Regions from separate parts of the Ovis aries genome. Here region 2 is linked to region 1. A link is a contact called in public Hi-C data. All regions are on one chromosome and are shown on one strand. The core of a region is the stretch at or near the end of the contact, and the rest is flanking DNA. Distances in the headings are between cores, read along the strand shown. Region 1 overlaps LOC132658129 (a long non-coding RNA gene). Region 2 holds the start of NFKBIA (NFKB inhibitor alpha).

The links. Hi-C and Micro-C count contacts between places; a contact is called where the count stands out from the background.
Region 2: a contact with region 1 is called in a Hi-C map of liver, with 4 times the contacts expected there. The contact joins the promoter of NFKBIA here to the enhancer-like site in region 1. A contact is called at or near these places in 9 of 16 Hi-C or Micro-C datasets (blood, hypothalamus, liver and 3 more).

What each region holds. Positions count from the first base shown.
Region 1 is chr18:43,349,900-43,357,660 of ARS-UI_Ramb_v3.0, reverse strand. LOC132658129 (a long non-coding RNA gene) reads left to right here. Exons shown (of 2, transcript XR_009597252.1): 2 at 1-4,826. Among named protein-coding and RNA genes, the nearest start is that of NFKBIA, 44 kb to the left of the region's middle. Within about 2 kb of position 3,875, at least 42 of the 54 cell types and tissues checked have an H3K27ac peak or open chromatin away from gene starts, as enhancers often do. A contact at or near this core is called in hypothalamus, liver, muscle and 1 more, where this site is marked.
Region 2 is chr18:43,394,103-43,401,863 of ARS-UI_Ramb_v3.0, reverse strand. NFKBIA (NFKB inhibitor alpha) reads left to right here and starts at 4,517. Exons shown (of 6, transcript NM_001166184.1): 1 at 4,517-4,831; 2 at 5,453-5,561; 3 at 5,890-6,100; 4 at 6,491-6,579; 5 at 6,703-6,963; 6 at 7,329-7,469. The coding sequence starts at 4,605. The coding sequence ends at 7,376.

The DNA.
Region 1 (7,761 bases), core at 2,626-5,125:
ACCCTGCCTCTCCTGACAAGTGTTGCCGCACCCGCTGGCTGCCCCAGGCCTGGACTCCCTCAAGCCCCCAGCTGACACCATCTGGGGCTACTCTGGTCTGTATGCCTGCAATGTCCCCTTCCCTAGAAGCCCTTTGCGGGTGGTGGGGGGTGGCCTGTCTTCCTCTCCTCGATGGCATCCAGCCCCGTGGGCCTTGCAAGTCTGGGCTCTCGGTCAGGTGCACGGTGCTGAATCACCTACTGGTCGTAACAGGCCAGGCTTTTTTCATCCTGGGAGCTCTCCAAGAAGGCCAGGATGGGTGGGGTCCCAGTGAGGGAGCTACTTAGGGTGTCCCCCCAAACGAACTCCCTGGCTTCTCCTCAAGGCTTTCCTCAGCGGAGCTTCAAGGAACCAGGAAGAAAGCTTTTCTCCAGAGAACTCTGCAGATAGGCCCTCCTCCCCATTTGTCTCCCCAGCCTGCCTTCCTGCCTTGTTGAGGTTTCATCAGGCCAGGGAGCTGGACAGTGTAAAATAACCTCAGACCTGGGCTGCTCAGGATGGGGAGCCGCAGGGGCCGAGCCTTTCCTTGCCTCTCTTTCACTCTTCTGGACAGCATCAATTCTCAGGATAGTGCAAACGCATCCTCAGCTGTCTCCAGGCCTCCAGCCATCTCTAATTGTCTCCTCCAGCATCCTCCATGAGGTCAGCCCCAACCTGATCTAATTTTGCTGGTCCATTACCCACCTCAGTGCCCACTACCTCCAAGGCCTTGAGGCCTATAGATCTTTCTTTAAAAAAAAAAAAAAAAAAGTGATTGGAGGATAATTGGCTTTACAATATTGTACTGGTTTCTGCCATACATCAACATGAATCAGCCACAGGTATACACATGTCCCCTCCCTCTTGAACCTCCCTCCCACCTCCCACTCCACCCCACCCCTCTAGGTTATCACGGAGCCCTGGCTTGAGCTCCCTGCGTCATACAGAGAATTCCCACTGGCTATCTATTTTACATATAGTAATGTATAGGTTTCCATGCCACTGTTTGTCCCACCCCCTCCTTCTCTCGCTGTGTCCATAAGTCTGTTCTCTATGCCTGCATCTCCATTTCTCCCCTGCAAAGAGGTTCATCAGTAGAAGATTTCTAGAATCCTCTCCTCAGTAGCATCTCTGAGCAACATCATCCACCAACAGGCTTGCCTTAGGGCTGAAGGTCAAACTCAGGGGGAAATGCAGGCATTAGTGGAGCCCCACCTCTGGCACTTCCTGGATGGTCCCTTGATCTTCCTGGACCTCTTTCTTCATCAGTAAAGTGGTGAAAAATTCAGTACTTACCTCGCACGGCAATGAGCGGGGTCCATGGGTATCATATGGGTGCTTATAAAATATACACTATTATTCATAGTATTTTGTGAAGAGCATTTTTCATTGTAAGTGATCCTGACCCACGTATCTAGCATAAATCTTGAGTCTTTTTTTTTTGGGGGGGGGAGGGGAGATTTCTCTACTATTTTCTTTCTTTTTTTACTACAATTTTTATTTTAATTAGAAGGTGGGATGTGGGTAGCAGTGTCAGGAAAAATAGTGTAGGATGTGGACGGAAAGACAAATAGGCTATATGGCAGCCTCACCTCCCAAAGTAGGTGTCAGCAAATTCAGCTAGGACCAAATAAAGTTTGGAAACCTAGTGCTGAATTCCTGGCCCCTGCGGACACTGACAGAACTCAGACCTCCACCCCTGCAGGTGTAATGTGGGTGCTCTCCAGCAGCCTGTGTTAGGAAGGCACCTTCACCCATGGGCACCCTCTCCAGTTACCTGACATCACATCTGATACACAGGCTTCCAGGACAGTACTGGCTCCAGGACACATGTGCTGGGGTCACTGCAGAGCCGGGGGTGAAGGAGAAGGGACGGCAAGTCGGGAGCCCAGAGGACTGGAAGGCCCTGAAGTCACGGGGATGGTTGGTTTCCCTGTGGGGAAGCAGAGCAAGAGATGCAAGGTCATGAACCAGGAGAGGAAACAGGACGTTAGGAACAAACCGCAAAAGATTGAAAATACCCTTGGTTTCCATCAGTGTGGGAAAGGCTAAGCTCAGGGGAATATCCAAACAAGGGAAAGCTGAGCAGAAGGATGAGAGCGTGTATTATGGATGGATGTGAAATGATATTCAAGATAGAGTATAAAGTGAAAAAAGCAAGATGCAGGTGGTACATAAAATAAGCTACCACTTGCGGGTTTATTTATATTATTTGTGTGACCATGCATAAAATGTCTCCGGAAGGCGTCACAGAAAATCATTTTAGGAATTTTGTGATGGTGATGGGGTTCAGGGAAGGCCACTCCAAAACATGACACTATGGTATATTGATTATTTTGAATTAAAGTTACTTAAGAAGTAGCCAGTGCAAGGACAGCTACTCTGACCTTCCTTTGTGCCTCTGAGAGCAAGAAAAAAAAAAAAAATCCCCCATTCTGGAGATTGTGTGCCTACTTTAGTCGCTTTTTTGGGTCTCATATCTTTGGGACCCTCAGAAATATAAAATTGAATTAAATCTGTTTTTCTCCTGTTAATCCCTCTTTCATGAAAGGGGTGTCTTAGACAAAAACCTCAAAGAGTAGAGGAAAAAATTATTTTCCTTCCTGACAATGGGTACAGAGTCTCAGACGGGCAGGATGAAAAAGTTCTGAAGAATGATGGTGGTGATAACGTGAATGCACTTAATTCCACACAGTTATATGCTAAAAAAACAATTAAAATGGAAAAATTTTATATTACTTTTAACTACATTTTTTAAAAACTGAAACATTTCATGAGCTGCCTGTGGGGAGAACTGGGTGTTCAAGAAAGAAAGGAAGGGAGACTTCACTGCACTTCCTTTTGTAACCATGGAAATCTTTCCAGAAAAATAAGGAAGGAAGGGACTTCCTTTGGCAGGCAGTGGTTTACAGACTCTGCGCTTCCTCCGCAGGGTACACGGGTTCCATCTCAGGTCAGGGAACTAGATCCTACAACCACACAACTAAGAGTTCCAATGCCACAGTTAAAGATCCTGCAGGCCTAACTGAGATCCACTGTAGCCAAATAGATAAAAATAAATATTTTTTAAAAAGAGGCAGAAGAGGAAGCAAACTGATAGGGCCCAAGACAAGGTAAGCCTTGCAGGATGGCTGGCTGAGAGGCAGTAGAGGGTGGCGAACACTTCACTGACAAAGGATCTATTTACAAAAATTGTAAAGGGCGAAGACGGTTGGATGGCATCACTGACTCAATGGACATGAGTTTGAGCAGAGTTGGGGAGATGGTGGAGGACAGGGAAGTCTGGAATGCTGCAGTTCAAGGGGGTCTCAAAGAGTCAGCCACGACTGAGCGACTGAACAACAAAACCGGAACCAAGAGCAGTGAGGCGTGAGAGGGTAGGGGGTTGGGTGAGGGGGTACAGCACTGGGCTCAGTAGCAGTGAAGCTCCGTGCTCGGACTACTTACTGGAATCAAGGAGAGAATCAGTGCAAGGGGCTACCTGACAGAGGCTGCGACCTTCCTTCCAGGGTCACAGCCAGCCTGGGTGACCTGGCAGGGAGGGCGTCGGGGGAATTAACACAGACCTTCCTCTCTTCCCTCCCTTTGATCTCTCCTGGCCGCTCCACTGCCCAGCGCGGAAAGGCAGCCTGTGGGCAAGGGCGCTGGGCGGAGCAGGATTGGACGCAAGGGTCACCCTCCTCCTGACACAGGAAAAGGGTGGGGATAGCATCTAGAGGGACAGCGGGACAACCTTGGAGGCAGCCTGCCAGCCGAGGAGCCGGCCTGCCTGGGCGTGTAGCCTGGTTCGGCCATTCACCCCTAGGCCTCCCGGGTTAATGACTGTAGGGATCCTAGACGCCGCTGCCAGACGTACATTTGTTAATGTTGACGCAAAGTGCTTAGAACAGTGCCGGGCGCGGGGTACACACTGTACACGCGAACTGTGACAGCCTGCGGAGTGGAACCTCGAGCTCCCCGCGGCTCCGACCCAGGCAGGATGCGGTGGGCGGGGCGTCCTGGGAGGCAGGAGGCGGAGCCAGCCCCGAGGGTCCAGGGGAGGCTGCACCTGCGTTGTAGCAGGACTGCAGGTCCACTGAGCGCCTCCACGTGTCAGCCCTGAGCTGCGCCTGCAGTGTCCACTGTCACGAGACCCTCACCGCACGTGCCAGCTGGGTGTCAGCTGGGTGCCAGCTGGGTGCCGGCTGGGTGCAGCCGGGTGGAATCCTTGCTCCTTACAAAAGGGGGGAAACTAAAGCTTGTGTGGGGAAGCCCCGGTCCAAGCGGCTGCCGCCGCTAATGAAAACTTTACTCCCAGCTGGGCTCTCACTGCTCCACCCCTCCCAGTTGCTAAGTGTTCCCGCAGCAACTCAGCACTGAAAGAGTTACAGATTGTAATATCAGAATTTAGAATAGCCATTATGTGCAAAATTTTCCTAAGCTGACGGGGCACTTATACAAAGGGTAAATTCTCATTCAAAAATTGTGGTCAATTGAAAGAGTAGATTAAAAGTCTCCAAAATATCAAATTTATTAACTTCAAAACACAACTTTAAAGAAGATTGCAGGCAATTTTATGAAAAATTAAAAGTGATAAACCGATATTGAAAGTAATGCACTTTTTTTTTTTCCTCAGAAAAATACCAGGGGCGTGGTACTTAAGAGATAGCAAGAATAGTATTTTTCTTTTGTTATTTTAAAATACTGGACTAATTGATATAAATAAGTTTGTTATTTGCTTGAATGTACCTTATCTTTTTAAAGAACCTTATTTTGAAAAAGTTTTAAAATAAATTATTTTATAAACCCAATATAATAAACACAACTTCTCAGTCAATAAATACTTAAATTTTTTAAAAATCCGAGGCCACTTCACATATCAGTGGACGTGTGGATCCCTTCTTGCTCTCTGTCCCTACTCCTTCACAAAACGAAAGATGATTTTCATCCCTATAAATCACTGTTCATGGTAAATATAAATGAACAAATAAGTGGATGGACGATTAGTGTATCTGAAGGACAGACAGAACTGGCTGGAGTGGTGATGAGGCTGGGAAGGCAGTTTGGGCAGCGTGGGAAAGGCTGAAGAGAGGATTGTACCCAAGAGGCAGTACTGTACGCTTTGGGGTTTGGAGTTTGGGACAGAAAAATGTTGACACCAGACTGTAAGGAAGATCTATCTCACCAAGGGATGAGAGAGGTTATAGAAGGAGCCATGTCACGGTCGCCATTTGGGGGCTCAAGGTGACAGCATCTTTATTTCTATTTATTAATTTTTCGCCATGCCACATGGCTTGTGGGATATTATTTCCCCAATCAGGGATCGAACTCAGGTCTTGGACCCTCGGCAATGAAAGGGTGGAGTCCTAACTACTGGACCACCAGGGAATTCCTGACAACATTTTTAGAAGGGCCTGGAAAGGGAGGCAAGGAAGCCTGAGAAGTGTGAGAGGACTGGCAGGATCTGGTGGGTGCCTGTGTTCGGGGCCTGGGAGAGGGAGGGGTGGGGGCAAGCTAGCCCCTTGGCAGCACCAGGGAGGTCAGGATGTGGGGAGGAAGCCTTTTCTCTCTGCATTTCTGTTAAGCCCCCTGCTTCCTGAGGGAGGGGGAAGGGTTTGGATCATCCGCAGGTCATGACTCAGGTCTGAGGCTGTCACCCCAGCACCCAGAATGGAGGACCAAGGCCACAGCACTGTCACCTCCTCTGATCCTGGTGCTGTTTCCAGGGAGAGGCTCCACCCTGTCTTGAGTGGCTGGTGGGGAGCATCAGGGACTGTCCCATCTTACAGTCTCGGGACTTCTCCTACGCAGGTGGACCCTGGCCAGGACACCTGTCCAGACATGGTTTTGTGTCTCTCAGCATATTTCCAGGATACCCCGTGGAGAACTTCTCCACCACCTGCCACCGTCCTGCTGTGCTGGAACCTGAGGGATTGAGGAAAAACTGGGAATCATCCCGAGATGATTCTAGATCATCTCTCCCTTGCTCTCTGCAGTCCTGCCTCAGGCGTCAAAGTTCAAATAGAACTAGACATCAGGGAGAAGTAAAACAAACCATAGAGGAAGTGGCCAGCCTCCTGCTGGCGCACACAGAAGGCACGCCGGGAAAGAGGGTGAGGGCCACACCGGAAGCTTCTGATTCTGGTCTGCAAGGCCAGTGCTGGCCAGATGGGTCTTTATCAGCAAGAATGTAGACCAAGTGGTCAGCAGCCCCTTCCCACAACACATGGATGATCTATGATACATGTGAGCTTCAGGCTGCTCCTCAGGCCCAGGGGTCAAGCCCCTTGCCTAAGGCAGCCTCAGTGCTAATTTTCAAATGAACCTCCTGAGTGATCAAAGGATGAACACCTGTTCCTGGCAGAGAGAATGGGGCTAAACCATGGGCATTTCATTCATGCAACACATTTATGGAGCACCTGTTAACGCACCATGCATTGTGTAGGAGAGGGGTCGGGGAGGAGGGACAGAAATCCCAGTGAGCAGAAAAGAGAAGGTCTCTTATGGAATGCACGTTCTTGTGGTAGAAGATACATGATAAACGAATATCTGCTCAGTCACTTCAGTTGTGTCCGACTCTTTACAACCTATGGATTGTAGCCCACCAAGCTCCTCTGTCCATGGGATTCTCCAGTTATCTAAGATAACTTAAACAGTGGTGTGGAGAATGAGAGAAATGAAAAGTGTGCAGGGAGTACTTAGAAATGATGGTCAAGGAATGAACGTTTGAAGGAGATAAAGATGGCACTGGCGGCTCAGTGGCCAAGAATCTGCCTGCCAATGCAGGAGACACAGGTTCAATCCCTGGGTCAGGAAGATCTCCTGGAGAAGGAAATGGCAACCTACTCCAGTGTGCTTGCCTGGGAAATCCTGTCATGGACAGAGGAGCCTGGTGGGCTACAGTCCATGAGGTCACAAAAGAGTCGGGCATGACTGAGGCACTAAACAGCAACAACACCATATCGTGCACTGTGAGAACTACCTAGATTTCTAGCAGTAAATTCCTCAATGAACCCTTGCAGGAAAGACCATTGTGTTAAGGGTTTATGATACACATGGGGTCAAGAGTGCCAGAAGCTCTGACCTTCCAATGGGCCTTTACTTTCAGGCTGGATGGCTGGGGAGGAGAGAGGAAATAGTGGTGGGTCCTCCTACCTCAGGGGGTTTGAAGATTCTGCCTGCATGGACTGTGGTACTCTGGCTGCCGGAGGGGAGACCCTAGCCAGAACCCAGATGGACCCCGTGATGGTCCCCAGTGGCCCCCAACAGTGGGAAGGTTTTGCTCCTGTTCCTTTCTGCATAAGCACTGAAGTCATGAGCTATGGGCCAGTGTTTCTCTAAGTAGGGCACGGTCCTTGGGGAACACTTGAGGAGATGGTGTATGCTGGGGGCCTCCAGGAGTTTGGTGTCATTGCTGGGGAATGACAGTATAACTGAAAGTGGGGTTTGGCTGCTTGCTGCTCAAAAACCAATGAAGAGGCAAAGTTGGTGGAAAGGAAAGTTTGCTTTATTTTGGATGCTGGCAACTGGGGGGAGGGCGGACGCTTGTCCAAAGGATGACTGAATCCCCCTGCACTGACAATCAGTGGGTTAGAGTTTTCACAGGCTGATGGAGGGGGCAACATGTAGAAACAGCACAGTCAGCTCTGGCAGTTATTTTGAGATTGGTCATTGGTGGTCTGATCAGCATCAAATACAGTTAGTCTTTAGTTCCAGGGTTGCTTTGTTCCCATTTCCTTGAGGCCAGTTCTGGGAATTGTGGCA
Region 2 (7,761 bases), core at 3,268-5,767, 44 kb before region 1:
CAAAGTATCATCATACCTTGGCTGAAAAAGAGGTTATAAACTCAGGGCCTGCAGGCTCGATTTAGTCAAAGGATGCAGAAATGCATTTTGCTTGTTTTTTTACAAAGCTTTAAGATTTGAGATTTTTCACATTAAAATCCATTTTCTGATTTTTCTTTTTCTCTTTAACGATGGCATGTCAGTGCTGAACTTCAAGTGCTGCTTGGCAAAAATTATCTGAGCTGAGTGTGAGAGACACTCTCAGTCAGAGATGTCACCATTCCCTCTCACGTGGCCAGCGTCATGCATTTGCAAAAATTGCCTGGGCCCTACTGGAAAGTACGGGAAGGAGTTTAGGACCCTTTCAAACTTTGAGTCCCATTAAACTGCAGGATTTATAGCTAAAGAAACCTCTGAAGGCTTTGACAGTCTTATTTTCAGGTCACTGTGAAAGTTCTGACAGCTGTTTTTCAATGGAGAATGCTCCAGAGCACGGGAGCCCCAGGTTCTGAGAGGGATGGACAGAAATGGTTGCTAACCACCACAGGAGGAAAGAAGACTGGGATTCGAGGCAGGATATAAATTCAGAATTTCACAGCGGGGCATCCATCAGCAGCCTGCCTGTCTTGCTGGCCTCCGGGGCTCTTGTCATAGCTCTTCCCTCTTCCAGCCTAGCCGCAGGGAGCCATGGACAGCCTTCTTCAGGAGCTTGGTTTGCTGGAGCTAAAACAAGTTTTGGCCACTGACACAGGACACCCGACCCATGCTGTTAAGAAAAGTCAAATATGCTGGACCACCTGGTTGAACGTATAGAAAAATCTCTACGCTGCCAGGCCACTGGACACTTCAGGCAGGAGGTTCAGTCCACACTGTGCATGCCCCACCCAGGAAGAGCACATGAAGTGCCTGCAGCCCGTCCCCAGGCCTTAATGGTGTTCCTTTTCCCATGGGGGTGGCTCCTGCTGGCAGTGAAGCAAGCAAGCTTCACTGGGCATCCTGTCCATGATGCTTGCTTCTCCAGGGCTGCTCGTGAGCCACTTCAAGGCTAACTTATTCTTTTGCCTTTTATATTAAAAAAAAGAAGAAGAAGAAAGAAAAGAAAAGAAAGGAATTCCCTGACAGTCCAGTGATTAGGACTTCACTGCTGGGGCCCAGGTCCAATTGGAGAGGTGCTGCTGCCGCTGCTAAGTCGCATCAGTCGTGTCCGACTCTGTGCGACCCCATAGACGGCAGCCCACCAGGCTCCTCCGTCCCTGGGATTCTCTAGGCAAGAACACTGGAGTAGGTCGCCAGTGCCTTCTCCATTGGAGAGGTGGGGACAGAACTAAGATCCCACAAGCTGCCTGCCACAGCCAAAAAAAAGGCTTTAACATGACTTTAAGAGGTTTTAACATCTTTAAAATGGTCAAGATTAGCTAAGATGCTTCACAGTGAGGTAGGGACGACTCTTAAGTGTATAAAGTTCTTTCTAAACCAAGTCAGTTTTGCTGTCTTCTGCTCCATCTGTTGCTGTTTTCTGACTTCCCCAGTATGTTCTCTGTCACCCAAACTGTAATGTTTGCCGATTTAAACCCTTTAGAGCATATGACAGAGAGAAAACCTTTTGGATCACATTACCCACAACTGTCTCCCTGGTTGCAGGAAAACAAAAGGTACCTCCTTGGGAATCCCCACTAGAGGGACAGGTCATCAAAGCTCAGCACCTCCCAAAAGTTCCAAGTTCAGTTCAGTTGCTCAGTCATGTCCGACTCTTTGCAACCCCATGGACTGCAGCACTCCAGGCCTCCCTGTCCATCACCAACTCCCAGAGTTTACTCAAACTCTTGTCCATTGGGTCTGTGATGCCATCCAATCATCTCATCCTCTGCCATCCCCTTCTCCTGCCTTCAATCTTTCCCAGCATCATGGTCTTTTCAAAAGTTCCAAGGTGCCATGACAAATCACTGACTACCTAGGCCTGAATCTTACCACTAGGTGTCACACTAAACAATCAGAAATAAAGACCCCCCCAGTTGCCCAAGGCTACAGCAGCAGCAGCTGCAGAAAACCATCACAGGAGGTGCAAAGAAACATATTCCTGAAAGACTCTGGACTTATGCATAGTTTTTTTCAATGGTTATTTTCAAACCTGTAGCTGACAATTGTCTTCTAAGGTACCTTTGTAAGCGGGGCAGTCAGAGTTTGCTATTTCTGTACCTTTTAAATGTATTTTTTATATATGAAAATCCCCAGACGGGAGAACATCTACTCTCTATTTTACCTAACAATTGGAGTAGAAAATACTTTGCATATCTTTCAGATTATAGTGTATTCAGTCTCATTTTCACAAGGTGTTTTCAAAAGTGTTAATATCATGACTGGTTTTGGCTAAACAGGTTGGGATAGAAATTTGATAAACTGCCATGGAATGTCGAGGTAAATTTATCTGCATCTGTTTCTTTTTAGGAAAGTGGGAACAATAGTTCCTTACTTACAAGATTAGTTCTGAGAACTAACAATGTATAGCAGAAAGTGCTGGAGCCCTTCAAAAATTTATACCATGATATTTCTAAGAGCCGTGGTCACCCTTAAGCAAAGATACACGAGCATTCGTGATCAAGTAATGTAGTTTTTAATCTGGAGAAAAATCTAAACAGCATTAAACCCAATCTTATTATAAAAGCAGGTATCCCATAGCAAAGTCAGCTAATCTCTCCAACTAACATGCAGGTAACTAGAGGTAAAGCTGGGAACTGAGGTCTCCTAGAGCCTCCATTGCACCTCTCCTAATACTTATGTATTTGTGTATCACAGGCCTGCAGAGGACTCTATCCCTGAGAAGTTTTCATTTTAATATATGACCATTACTACCCCGACAGTTTTACTTTTTGATTTTACTTTTTTCTCCCCCTCATATTTTGTCTCTCACTCCCATTGACCCAGATTCCCTACATTCAGATACTGGGGGTAGGGGAATGGAAAGGGGAGATGAGCAACGGAGAAGGCTTGGTTAGTACATGGTCAGTTAAGCTGAAGATGATTGCAATAATCACCAGAAATCTCTGCAAAACTACAGAGGCTTCCTGGGACCTATTCTGAAGAACTCTGACCCAAGTTTCTTTATTTTGCTTGGACCAATTCTAGAAATAGATGAATGCATACCTCTCATTGACTAGGAGGTGGGGGGGGCGCAGAGAGCCTAGGTTCTATTTCTGCAGGTGAGAGGAGGGTGGTGAGCCTGGAGTGGCTACCCATATGGCAAGCATGGGTCCCATGCATGTCTCTCCCAGGCAGGAGAGCAAGGAGCCAGCAGAGGCAGGATGAAGGGCACCATGGGCTGCCTTGAGCCTCCTGCACTATGCCTGGCAGCTAATTTCTTAGCCATCCATAAGGCCTCATCTTGGATAAGGCACTACTCTACCCATTCTTCAGCCACCTTCCCCAAATGCTTCTGCAAAGTCACCCAGCAGAGGACCCAGAAGTATGCTCAGGGTCTGTTCCCTGCAGCAGCACAGTGCAGAGCAGGGAACCCGACCTCCATAATTATTTCCTTACTTCAAGGGATTTACAGCCTCTGCTACAAAGACTCATACCTTGCTTTCCTTGAAAAATACCATGGTTGTTTTCACCGTTTTCCTGCATACAGGGCAGAGTGCTTGCCTCTCCTCCAGTCAACAGGATTGATAATCCCAAGGAAATGATTTGACGGTTCCCCAGTGGCAACCCACTCCAGTGTTCTTGCCTGGAGAATCCCAGGGATGGGGCAGCCTGGTGTGCTGTTGTCTCGGGGTCACACTGAGTCGGACACAACTGAAGCGACTTAGCAGCAGCAGTAGCAGCAATCATTTAGGCTTTTAATGCCAAAAGCTTTAGAAACTTCTACCCGGGGGTCGGGCGGTGGGGGTGGGAGTGGAGAGTGGGCTGGGGCTGGCTATTCAGCCGGTGCCTACAATGCTAAGAGCCTGGTACTGGCAGGAAGGCAGAGGCAGCCACCTTCCACCGACCAGTGCGTCCTCCCCGCAGAGAGCTTTGGGGAAGTGAATCCCTACACCCGGCCAACATTTCCACTCGCGTTTTCAAAAGATTTAAAAAAAAACCGGAAAAGACCTGCAGGTCGGTAAACCCCAGTGAAGAACCAGCCTGCAGGCCTGCGTCTTTGGGATCTCAGCAGCTGACGACCCTAAATCAAATCGATCAAATCGGGAAAACCCAGGGAAAGAGAGCTTCTTGCAGAGGGCCAGGATTACTGCGTGCAGGTTGCAGGGAAGTACCCGGGGAGGGGGCCCGGTCAGGAGGACTTTCCAGCCACTCAGCGTTCATCAAAAAGTTCCCTGTACATGACCCCAGTGGCTCATCACAGGGAGTTTCTCTGATGAACTCGGGCGCGGGGTTTAGGCTTCTTTTTCCCCCTAGCAGAGGACGAGGCCAGTTCTCTTTTCTGGTCTGACTGGCTTGGAAATTCCCCGCGCCTGACCCCGCCCCGGAGAAATCCCCTGCCAGCGCTTATAGGGCGCCGCGGCGGCGCTGCCGAGCCCACAACAGTCCTAGCCCGTCGTCCCGCTCGCCCGCGACTCCGAGAGCAGCCAGAGCGCAGCGCAGCCCGCGGCCCGTGCACTGGGGAGCAGCGCCCGAGCCTTCACCGCGCCATGTTCCAGCCTGCCGAGCCCGGCCAAGATTGGGCCATGGAGGGCCCCCGGGACGCGCTCAAGAAGGAGAGGCTGCTGGACGACCGCCACGACAGCGGCCTGGACTCCATGAAGGACGAGGAGTATGAGCAGATGGTGAAGGAGCTGCGAGAGATCCGCCTCGAGCCGCAGGAGGCGCCGCGCGGCGCCGAGCCCTGGAAACAGCAGCTCACCGAGGACGGAGACTCGTAAGTGTCGCGGGCCCGGGTGGCAGGGCCGGGTGGAGGCGCTGGGCCTGCAGCCCCAGGCGCGGGGCCCGCGCAGCGGCCGCGCACCGGGGTTCGTGCACCGACCCCGAGGCTGTGCAAAGGTGCACGGCTGCCTGCGGGGCCGGGGGCCGGGGCGGGGGGGGCGGGTCGGGGGTCGGCGCTGGTTTCCGGGGCCGTGGTCCCGCGGCCCTGCGTTGCAGCCGCGCGCACCCCCCGCACGCACACCCCCGTGCGGGTCCCCTCGGCCGGAGGCGGGGCGGCGGCGGGGACGCGAAGTCCCCGCTTGCATAAGGGGGGGGCGGGAGTTTCTGCCCCGCTGGCGGGCGCCGCGCGGCCGGGAGGGGAAGTACAGGGCGTTCCGGCCGGGCGAGAGGGCGGGGCGGTCTGGCCGGCGCCCGCCGCCGAGCGCGGGGGGGGCGGGGGGCCGGAAAGTCCCTGGGCGCCTGCCAGGAACACTCAGCTCATAATAACCTCGCGGAAAACACCGCGGCCTCGGCCTCCAGAAACCCCGGCCTTGCGCAATCCCCCGCGGGCCGCGCCTCCCCGGGCCCCACGCAGTGCACTCACCAGCCCTGGGGGTTTTCCCTCTCTTCCCCTCAGGTTCCTGCACTTGGCCATCATCCATGAAGAGAAGGCCCTCACCATGGAAGTGGTCCGCCAAGTGAAGGGAGACCTGGCCTTCCTCAACTTCCAGAACAACCTGCAGCAGGTACTGCTCTCCCGCCGCGTACCTCTCTCTCCCGCTCTGACCCCGAGATAAAACCGGGTCTTGCACATGATTTCTAGATTAACAAAGGTTTGGGCATTATCTGCCCTGATTTTTTACACCTGTGTCAGCCAGTATTCTAGAACACAAAATTCCATTGATTTGGGAAGGCCTTTATGAAGCCCATCTGGGGCCTCTGGTATTTTGCTTTGCCCCTGGTATGCGCCTGGGAAAAGCAGCACCCACAACCAAGATATCTCTGGGGTTCAAGGGAACACAGATGGTGGGTTGGATCCATGGCTTATCCTTTCTGTCCCTCTTCTGTTTGTAGACGCCACTCCACTTGGCTGTGATCACTAACCAGCCAGAAATTGCTGAGGCACTTCTGGAAGCTGGCTGTGATCCTGAGCTCCGAGACTTTCGAGGAAATACCCCCCTACACCTTGCCTGTGAGCAGGGCTGCCTGGCCAGTGTGGGAGTCCTGACTCAGCCCCGGGGAACCCAGCAGCTCCACTCCATTCTGCAGGCCACCAACTACAATGGTATGTCTGGCTGTCCTGCCCATCAGAGGGCAGGTGAGGTGGACACGGGGGAGGCAGGCTGACTTAAGGAGGCCAAGCAAGGCCTAAGCTCTCAACATATGAAAGATGGAGAAAACATGTATAAAGGCCTAGTTGATGCCTTTCTAAAGTCCATTCAGAACCCAGATTCTGAGCTCTTCAAATTAAGAATGTATCCTTCAAAAGAATAGGGATATATGTATACCTATGGCTGATCCATGTTGATGTATGGCAGAAACCAATACAATATTGTAATTATCCTTCAATTGAAAATAATAAATGAAGAAAAAAAAAGAATAGGTGAAAGCTTCTGCTTGAGAAATGAGTGTTGAAACAAGTAGTTATAATACTGTCTTACTTTTGGTCTTCTAGGCCACACGTGTCTGCACTTGGCCTCTATTCATGGCTACCTGGGCATCGTGGAGCTGTTGGTGTCCTTGGGCGCTGATGTCAACGCTCAGGTCAGTGCCTCACACCTTCAAATGGGGTACATCAGGCCACCCTGGTCCTCAATACGAGGGCTTTTGCTGCAAGCAGAACTTCCAAACTCAGCCATAAGCATCTTGAATTCCTTATGGTTCCAGGAGCCCTGCAATGGCCGAACTGCCCTCCATCTGGCAGTGGACCTGCAGAATCCCGACCTGGTGTCACTCCTGTTGAAGTGTGGGGCTGATGTCAACAGAGTCACCTACCAGGGCTACTCCCCGTACCAGCTCACGTGGGGCCGCCCCAGCACCCGGATACAGCAGCAGCTGGGCCAGCTGACCCTAGAGAACCTTCAGACACTGCCAGAGAGCGAGGATGAGGAAAGCTATGACACCGAATCAGAGTTCACAGAAGATGAGGTGAGTCCCAATTAACTTGTTCATGGCTTTGCAAAAAGAAAGGAGAGAGGCCATTCTCCCTCCCCCTTCTAAGGCTCCTAGAGTTCCTCCTTATCCTGAGGGTCTCAATGTAATGAGCCTCTCAAGCTTGAGTATGTGTAAGCAGAATCCCAAGAGCATGTCTTTTTTTTTTTTTTTTTTTTGGCTCTTGTTGAAGGAGGATCCTTAAAGGAAAACTCCCTCAGCCCAGGAAATTCATTTACATTCAGTGTATAGAGAATGGGGTCCAGGAATACTTGAGTTATTTCCAGTAACAGCCCACCCCATCATCCTAGCACCCTCGGAAAAGCCCTGCGAGTTTAACATGCCTTTTTTTCTCTTTTTAGCTTCCCTACGATGACTGTGTGCTTGGAGGCCAGCGTCTGACGTTATGAGCTTCAGAAAGAAGCTAAAAGAACATGGACTTGTATATTTGTACAAAAAGAGAGTTTTATTTTTCTAAAAAAAAAAGAAAAGAAAAAAAAAAAGGGAGGGATGTACTTACAGCCACACTGCCTGGTCTGGAACATTTTACTCTGGATTAACCCTCAGTTTGTCATTTTCGTAAACTCTGGAAGAGGGGGCAAGAAAAATCACTGGAATTCAGAGAAAACCTCTTTTAAATGTCACCTTTGGTGGGGTTTCAGGGGGAAGGTTATTCAAAATTTGATGAAAGGACTCTTATTTATTATGCTTATTGGTTGAATCACCATGGGTTCTGTGGCTGCGCCAGTTGAGTGACATGTAACCATCAGGTGTGTTGTTAAACCGGTCGGGGGG